Linked DNA regions of Gossypium hirsutum: region 2 is linked to region 1. Evidence: chromatin contacts called from public Hi-C data. All regions are on one chromosome and are shown on one strand. Each heading gives the region's core, a stretch centred on a gene start, on an enhancer-like site or on the middle of the called end of the contact. The rest is flanking DNA. Distances are from core to core; before and after follow the strand shown.

Region 1 (4,269 bases), core at 1,256-3,755:
ACATGCAAACCTATTATTTTCATAACATGCACTAATAGATCCTTATAGATTAACCTATCACATTTCAAAAGTGTCACACATAAGTCCTATTAACTAAATTCACATGCAATTGACTAAATTCAAACATGAAATTTTCACACATGCATATATACACATAATAAGCATCAAATATGACAGTTAATTATTTTTGTGACTCGGTTTTGTGGTCCCGAAACCACTTCCCGACTAGGGTCAATTTAGGGCTGTCACAAATGGACTCAATTTACGTCCTAGAAAAATTACCATTTTGCCCCTAACTTTTTCATAAAATTTTGATTTTGTCCTTAGGCTCGGAAAATGAAACTTGTGCAAATTACATCCTATTCCAAGCCTAACCAAAGCCCCCATTACAATTTATGCAGCACATGTATTCATAAAACTTCAAAATTTTTCATCAAATTTTACAACTTTTCATTTTAATCCCTAAATCATGTTTTCATCAAAAATCACTTTGTAAAAGTAGTTTATCTATCAATAATCTTTCATTTTCTGCCATAAATTTCTAATTTCCAGCATATACATCCATGACCCATTTTTCATACCTTGATAACTTTTCAAATTAATCCCTCAAGTAGAGAGATTAAGCTATCCTGATTTCAAAAATATCAAAATTACTAAAAACGAGATAAGGAAACTTACCCAATTAAGCCTTAAAAGTTTCTTCTCTCTCTCCTAAGGTTTCCGTGTGTCTTTAGGTTGAAGATGATGAAAATAAGATGATATATTTTCTTTTCATCTTTTAATTGATTAGGTATTTTACTATCTCCAATTTAGTCCTTGCTCTTTTTCTATATTTCCATGGATGAGTCACCAAGAAAAATCTACATACTTTTCTTAATGGTCTAATTACCATGTAAGGACCTTAAGTTTTGAATTCCATAGCTATTTGATCCTTATAGCTACTAGAATTTAACTTTCGCATTTTATGCGATTTAGTCCTTTTCAAAATTAAACACTTAATCGATAAAATTTTTGTATCAAATTTTTCACACAACATGCCTATTATAGAACGGACCATATAATGAAATAAAAATAAACCTTATTTTTGGGTCGGATTTGTGGTCCCGAAATCACTGTTCCAATTTCACTGAAAAATGGGTTGTTACACATTATCTACCAACGGACATCTAAAGGTGAATGTTATGAATATCTTATTAAGTGAATGTCGATCAAGATCACGATAAGTTTTGACGTACTTTAAATTCTAATAGCCATCTACTTTATTTATGCTTCTTATGCCTATAAATAGAGACTTAAGATAAGCTTTGTAAATATCCTCATTGATCAATAAAAATACACTCTCTCTCTTTTGCTCTCCTATTTTCTTTGCTTTTTATGCTCTATCTTTTATTTTATAATAGTATCAATTTTTTTAAAAAGATATTTTTTATATATATTTGGAGATAAATATGAATATGGGATTAGAGTATTTTAAGACAATGAAAAGTTATTTAATCTATAGCAATTTAACATGGTGGATAATTAGTTTTGAGCCGTTTTAAGAGATAAATATGGTATTAAGTTATATTGAACATTAATTAATCTTGGTAAAGTAATATAGTTCAAGGGTTAATAAAACTGTTTGGGAAAAAAAGATTTAGGCCAAAAAAATTCAAACTACTTTTCCCAAAATGAAATATATTATTTTGAGGGATAAATATGGTATTGAGTTATATTGACATAAATTATTTTTTTAATTTAGGCAAAAAAAATTAGATATTAGAAAAAGTATGATAATTTAAGGGTGAAATCATGATTTAATCTTAAATTTAAATCATTTTATGTAAATTTTGATACATTCGTATATGTCAATTACGTTTCTATTATTTTTTGTCTTATATTGTGTTTTGTATAATTTATTACTATAATTTAATTTAGAAAATATTTTTTTTGTTCATGTCATATTTTAACTCATAACATATTTTCATATAATTTGCAATTAAATAAAAAAATTAGTTGTTTGTACTGTGTTCTCATTTTTTTACGGTAAAGTAGTATAAATCTATATAATTCTTCGTGTTAAAAATTCAAGTTATGTTATTTTATGTGACAGAATGTTTTTAAATATTTTATTTTATTTTATCAATTTTACATGATTTTGACAAGTGAAATTTTAAAATTATTTAGTTAAAAATAAAATAATTACATATAGAACATGTATCATACTTAAAAATCCGACTTAAGTCTGCAATGCGTAGTGCATGCATATTGTAGTTTTCATTATAAAAGTGCTATTAAGGGATTGAGTAGATCACTGGATTAGCGAAGAAGTTAGGGTGTTTTTGGAGGGACTTTCTCACGCCTGAAATCTGGGTGCTCCACGTTTGGTTTGGAGGTTGTTGGGATGCTCAGTGACTTGCAGAGGATTTTGCTCATTGGTCTATCATCAGCCGGATTAAACTACTTGTTCATCGTCCTGTGGTGCACAACCATAGAGAGGGAAACGGGGTTGCCTGACTTGTAGCGTCATGGTCAATTGGTGTTTGTACTTTTGATGGGCCAGACTTGTTGCTGATGAAAGCGGCTATACCCCCGTTATGTTCCTTTTTTGAAAAAAAAAAAAGGGTGATAGATAAATTCAAATGGATGCATTTTGTCACCTTTTCTCTTCTACTTCCATGAATTCCTATTTTTCAATGTCATAAAATATTCTATAATAAACTTTAATATATTAATAATTTATAATGATTTGATTTTCAAGCATATTTTTGTGCTGCGTTCATAATATTATTAACTACTAAACATGTAAGAAGAAAGCTTAACAAAAAGGTAAAGGAGTAATCAATCATTACGAATACAAGGTTAATGTACAAGGGTGCAATCTTCCCCTTCAATAGCTGAGAAGCAATCAATCTTCAATTCTTTCAATTCAATTTGGTCACTATGATACAATAAATAATGTTCAGAAAAAAACAGCTTTAATTTTGCAGGAGTTTTCATTACTAACACAACGAGGATTGCTGCAATTTTCTATGAACACACTCCAGGACTTGGAACTGGGTTTCTTCCCTCCATTTCCATTAGCAAACTGCTTTTTAACCCCAAAGTCAATTAGTTCTTACTGCACAGACATCTCAATTTACCAACCCTGCTGAAAAGGACTTGGAATTGGAATGACCAACTTTACAAATCAAAACAAAAGGATCAACAGGCTTTGCCATCTTAATTGTAAAACTACAAGAAAACTCAATCCCTATATTCAAGCATGATTCTATGTACACTCTGCAACAAAAACAAATGTTTCCCTGCAAAAACATCAACCATCACATACATGTCAACAGATCGGTAAAGCAGATAAACATGACGTTTTTAGTTTTTGTAAAAGTTTGAAAAAGTAATTGAATGGTCAAGCATAGGTACATCAAGCAAAACCATGAGGAAAACCTTATGAGTGGAAATACTTGAGAATTCAGAGTTTTTGAGATGAGGGTAAGGAACTCACTGTTGGGAATAATCTGAAATTATTGAGGTACCGCAAAGAATGCCAAAGTACAGGCAGTCCCATTAGTGCCCATGCCAAGTCATGAGCAGATGTTCTTCAAACAGTTTCTGATCTAATAATGCCTAATGGAAAAATCGTGAAACTTCCCGGTATAACTGCTCAGCTTCGAATGGTTTTGACACATATCCATCCATTCCACACCGTAGGCATTCCTCGTGTGTAGCTTGGATAACATCTGCTGTCATAGCCAAAATGGGTACATGCCAGTTTGAAACACTGTTGTAATCATCCACTGAAATTTCTCCAAATTTAATATGATTATTGATATTCTGTTCCACATCCCGAATTCTCCTCGTAGCTTCAAATCTGTAGGGAGCCGAAGAAAAAACTATTAGCAATGAACATGACTGAGAATATAATCGAGAAACACTGAGACGCAAACAGCATCCATTAAAGATAAGACATCACAGAAGGCATCTTCAATGCTCATTGCACTGACTGGAGAAAAAAACTGTCACGTATTTTGTTATCTTATTCTTAAGGTTTCAAAACTCAATTTCCAGATCAGAATTGCAAAACAAAGTTCTAGAATCATGACACGCCGTAGGATTACATACCCATCCATTTCTGGCATTTGGATATCCATGAAACAGGCATCAAAGTGGTGAGGTGGTGTCAGCAGTTCAATAGCCTTTATTCCTCTTGTTGCACTAACCACATCAGCTCCGTATTTTTTCAGTGCACCAGCAGCAACTTTCAGGTTGACATTGTTGTCATCGACAATTAGA
Region 2 (4,269 bases), core at 1,022-3,521, 150 kb before region 1:
ACCCAATGTTTCAAAACCAAGGTCCAGACCCGTGTTATGTGCACGAACAAGATTCAATCCTTTCAAACGAAAATAATACAAGGAAACAGAAAAAACATTCACAGTGGGCATACAATTGCATATACATATCTATGATTCATTTGATTTGAAAATAACTGAAATAAGTCTCAATCAAAACATCCAATTCACAGGATAGCGTCTTTGACCAACTGAACCAATCAGTCCCTGAAATATGGAGAGATATGGAAACCATAATGGAACACGAAACATAATCATCCCCCAAAAAAACAAAATTCCAAATTTCATTAGAGCCTAAAATAGGCAAAACGTGTTTTAAATCCTCAGGCATTGTATTCCCATCCCTTGATTAATCATCGTCTTCACGCGTAGTTCAACCTGAATATGTCATTCAACACATAAAAGCTTCCCTGTGGCGTTGGCATCAAATGAAACATCTGATAGCAGAATGCAACATAAAGATAACCTAGGTTAGTAAAGTTGTTAATGAAACTGAACCAAGGCATTGGTGGATGCAATATCTATTAGTTTTCTAAACAGAACATTAAAAACATAATGTCTTTGCATTCATAATTTTAGGCAACATAAAACGGTTAACTACTATGTTGCTCAAATTGGGGTGTTAATGTCGATGTCTGTATATTCAATTTCCTCCAAGTTATAAAATTTAGAGGATCTTGGAGGCTCATATCCCCATATCTATACCCAAAAATATGTTGAATACAGATGTGTACTTCAAAAAAAATGTAATCTGGGATAAACATTGGTTAACTATCAACATAGATGAAACACATATAAAAGTTTGCTCCACGTGAATGAAAGACATAAACCATAAGGAAATCATCAATGTCTCCAGGTGAGGAAGGGGCATGTGGTAGTGGATTTTCTTTTATATCCAGTAGAGTCGCAAGAAACAACATCAAGGGAGATGGCAGATAATTGTTCAGAGTGAGCACTGAGAGGACCTCTGTCACTTATGCGAAAAAGACAAGTATAAAAATGAAATGAGTACAAGCAAAGGGCGCAATAAACAAAATGAAACAAAAGCAAGCTCTTGAATGCAGTGTCTATAGTATAATTACCTACACAACTACGGCCCACACCACGCTTATAGCAAGAGGATAGGAATATCCAGGACCGACACGGTCCAAATAATTGATGACAAGGAACATGTAAATGTGCAGTTCCAGGTTGCAAAACAAAGTAAAAGTGGAGCAGGTTCTATGGAAAGATGGTGGATCCAAAAACAAATCCACATCTTCCAAAACGTATTATGGCACAATTTAATGAAATCGGGTTTATAGCCGAAATAACATTTTTTTTACCTGAACCAATCCCATCAATATAGATGCAAAATGAATGAAAAATGTGCAATTCCTGGAACTGTAATCTTAAGCAAATCCGATGAGCATTAATGCTTAAACATCACAGATAAGACCATTATTAAGATCCCATAGAGAACATTTCCATTCCCGCTCCGGCTTCGGTCAGATCAAAACACCAACTTAAAAGATCCACCAATACGAAATGGAATCGTGAAATTAACACAAGGATATAACCGATGAATTCAAGAGTGACACATAAGATTAGCCGTAGATGGCTGAGCTAATAAGAAAAATACCTGGCTGAACTTGAGAGCATGCTGCTCGCCAACGAGTTGGAGGTTACCGCTGACGAAGACGAGCATGCCGCCGGAGCCGGAAGGCTGGCAATCGACGGTGGTGATGTTGTGCTTGCACTGCTGGAAAGGAAGGCTGGTGAGTTTAACGACGATGCTCTGAGAGCCCTGGATCTTTTGACCTTCGAAGGTCAACATGGAACCTTCCTGGTAGAGATTGGCTAAACCGGCCCGGTTGGCATCGAATGTGGAGTAGTAGTGCTCGACGAAGGCCTTGGCTACTGCGTCTGGATCCATCTCACTTTTTTTTTCTTTATATGAAATTGAGTTGTGGCTTCTAAATCACGCCACCAAAGCAGCAGCAGCAGCCAACAGAATGAAGAAGAAGAAGGAGAAAGAGAGGCGACTGGCGAGCCAAGATTTGAGAGAGGGTTTTCCTTTTTTATCTCTTTTTTTTCTTATTTATAATAATAAATATTGAGGTGTATTTATAGGAGGATTGATCCAACGGTTCATTTTGAATCATAAAAAATTAATATCAAAATCGAACAGTGGATGCCTGCCGGCGTGTTTTTCTTAATTTCATTTCTTTCATTTATTTTATTTATCAGTCACTGTAGAAAGGGCCCTCACTTATACACCCTCTTTTCTTTGCGTCAATATAACGCAGCTAAGCCAAGCAAATTTATTGGTAAATCTTAAGAATAGTCCCTCTACTTATCAATTTGTTTGGATTTAATTCATTACTTTTGTTTGATTGAATCTTTACTTTTTAAATGACTCATTGTCAGTCCATTGAATAACTTTTCTTTCATTAATTCCGTTTAAAATTGAAGTATAATTACCTGTTAAACCTCTAACACTTGTAACTTTTGTGAATTTGGCATATGCTTCTTCTTTTTTTTTCTATCTTGAACCCTTTTATCTTTTGAGTTTTTATCAAATTGAAAAATTTTCACTACAATTTAACAAAACCATTAGAAATTATACCATATGTACAAGTACATTATAATTGTCGTGCTCCTATTTTGTTGTGTATGTCACTCAGCAAGTAATTTAAAATTAAAAAAATTAAATATATAAAAATTATAAACATTTTTGCTATACCCCTACTCTGCTTAGATATGTAACAACAAGAGAAGTGATTTAAAAGGCCCCTACAGATGAACTTCCAGTTGGTCACCTCATAATCAACCATTAACATATTTTATGCCACCCATAGGAAAGGCACCCCACCCGCCTTTGATCGCCTGTTCATTATACTTGTCCATGGGTCGGGTCGTTCGCCCAAAATATAAGAGGGTTTGGACAAAAATATAGGCTTAAAAATTGAGTTTATGCTTATGAATAAGACCCTTTTAAAAAATAGATCGGGTTTCAAGTAAAGTTTTTTCAGCTCGAGCCTAGCCTGATTTTATTAACCTAAATATTTTACCCCTGTTCCCAGCAAACCAAGTTCCTCATATTCCTCTTTCTCTTCCCAATCCTTAATTCCCTTTTCGATCTCTATTTCCCCTTCCTTAATCCTTAATGACTAAATTTTTTTTCTTCATACTTTTTTGCCACTGATGCTTCTTGCTTCATTTGTCATATCTACTTCTTCCTGCTTCCTAGTTTTCTTTTCTTTTCTTTTCAAGTTGAGGGGGAAAAAAAAGGAACCTGATCGAAGGTTGAGAAGTTATCAGCAATAAACCCATACTTCTGCTTTGTAGATTGCTTTCTTTATAGTTGGGAAGGTTTATTATGACTAGTACTATCATTAATCGAAGCAGTGTTTCCCTCTCCGAAAGTAGAAACTTGTAACGGTGCGGCAGCCATGGATGGTCTGTTTAGAAAGAAAATTACCCATCTCATTTTCTTTTTCGTCGTCTTCTTTTCTTTGATAAAATTAGTTTATTTATATCGTATTATTCTAAACAAGCATAATAAAGAAAAATAGTAAATGTTTTGGGGTTTGGTGAAGCAAGAATATATATACACACTGGCTTACCTCATTTCATCAAAGGAAACCTAAATATTTGGTGTAGAAATCCTTATGTTATGTGAAACGAAAAGAACCAAATTTGTTCTTTTCTTCAAGCAAACAATATGCTCATAAAAAAATAATAATAATTTTTTTAAAAAATTGGCCAAATCGGGCCAGGCTTGAGTTTCATATATATAAACTGGGCCGGGTTTTGACAAAAATTTAATCTTGTTTTTTGGGTCAGGCCAAGCCTAAGCCTACCAATCAAGCTTAAGATTTTGATTGGACTTAGTCAGAACCTGACCCAACTCGACCTATGGACACCTCTACTGTTCACTTTCCTATCAAGCCACCTACTATTAGCGACCCATTCTTATCCCCAAGAGGGGACCACCAAGGGACTATTGAAGCCTAACAAGCTTCTACTACCTCCGTAAATGGAATGTTAGAGTATGCCCACACAAAATTAAACTTAACAACAACCAACATATAACAGGCCTGCCACTTGACTGGCCACATGAGCAGGCCATCGCTCGTGCTGTTGATGACGTAACATTACAAGCAAGGAGACCTTCTCCCTATGTATACCCAACATACAATACAAAATTGATTTTCTTCCCACTTTTACTCCCTTTAGCAATATACCCTAGACTTGCTACTTGACTGA

Evidence for each region. A called contact is a pair of places that touch in the nucleus more often than the background predicts.
Region 2: a Hi-C map of leaf shows a contact between it and region 1, with 2.3 times the contacts expected there. The contact joins the promoter of LOC107886428 here to the enhancer-like site in region 1. A contact is called at or near these places in 2 of 34 Hi-C or Micro-C datasets (callus and leaf).

The regions. Positions count from the first base shown.
Region 1 is chrA03:76,413,322-76,417,590 of Gossypium_hirsutum_v2.1, reverse strand. It overlaps LOC107886429 (histidine kinase 3), which reads right to left. Exons shown (of 12, transcript XM_016810386.2): 10 at 4,099-4,269; 11 at 3,482-3,847; 12 at 2,798-3,284. The coding sequence ends at 3,604. Among protein-coding and RNA genes, the nearest start is that of LOC107886429, 7.5 kb to the right of the region's middle. Within about 2 kb of position 2,505, at least 3 of the 9 cell types and tissues checked have an H3K27ac peak or open chromatin away from gene starts, as enhancers often do. A contact at or near this core is called in leaf, where this site is marked.
Region 2 is chrA03:76,566,357-76,570,625 of Gossypium_hirsutum_v2.1, reverse strand. LOC107886428 (nuclear transport factor 2A) reads right to left here and starts at 2,271. Exons shown (of 2, transcript XM_016810382.2): 1 at 1,640-2,271; 2 at 116-455. The coding sequence starts at 1,933. The coding sequence ends at 381. It overlaps LOC107886426, which reads left to right. Exons shown (of 2, transcript XM_016810381.2): 2 at 1-280.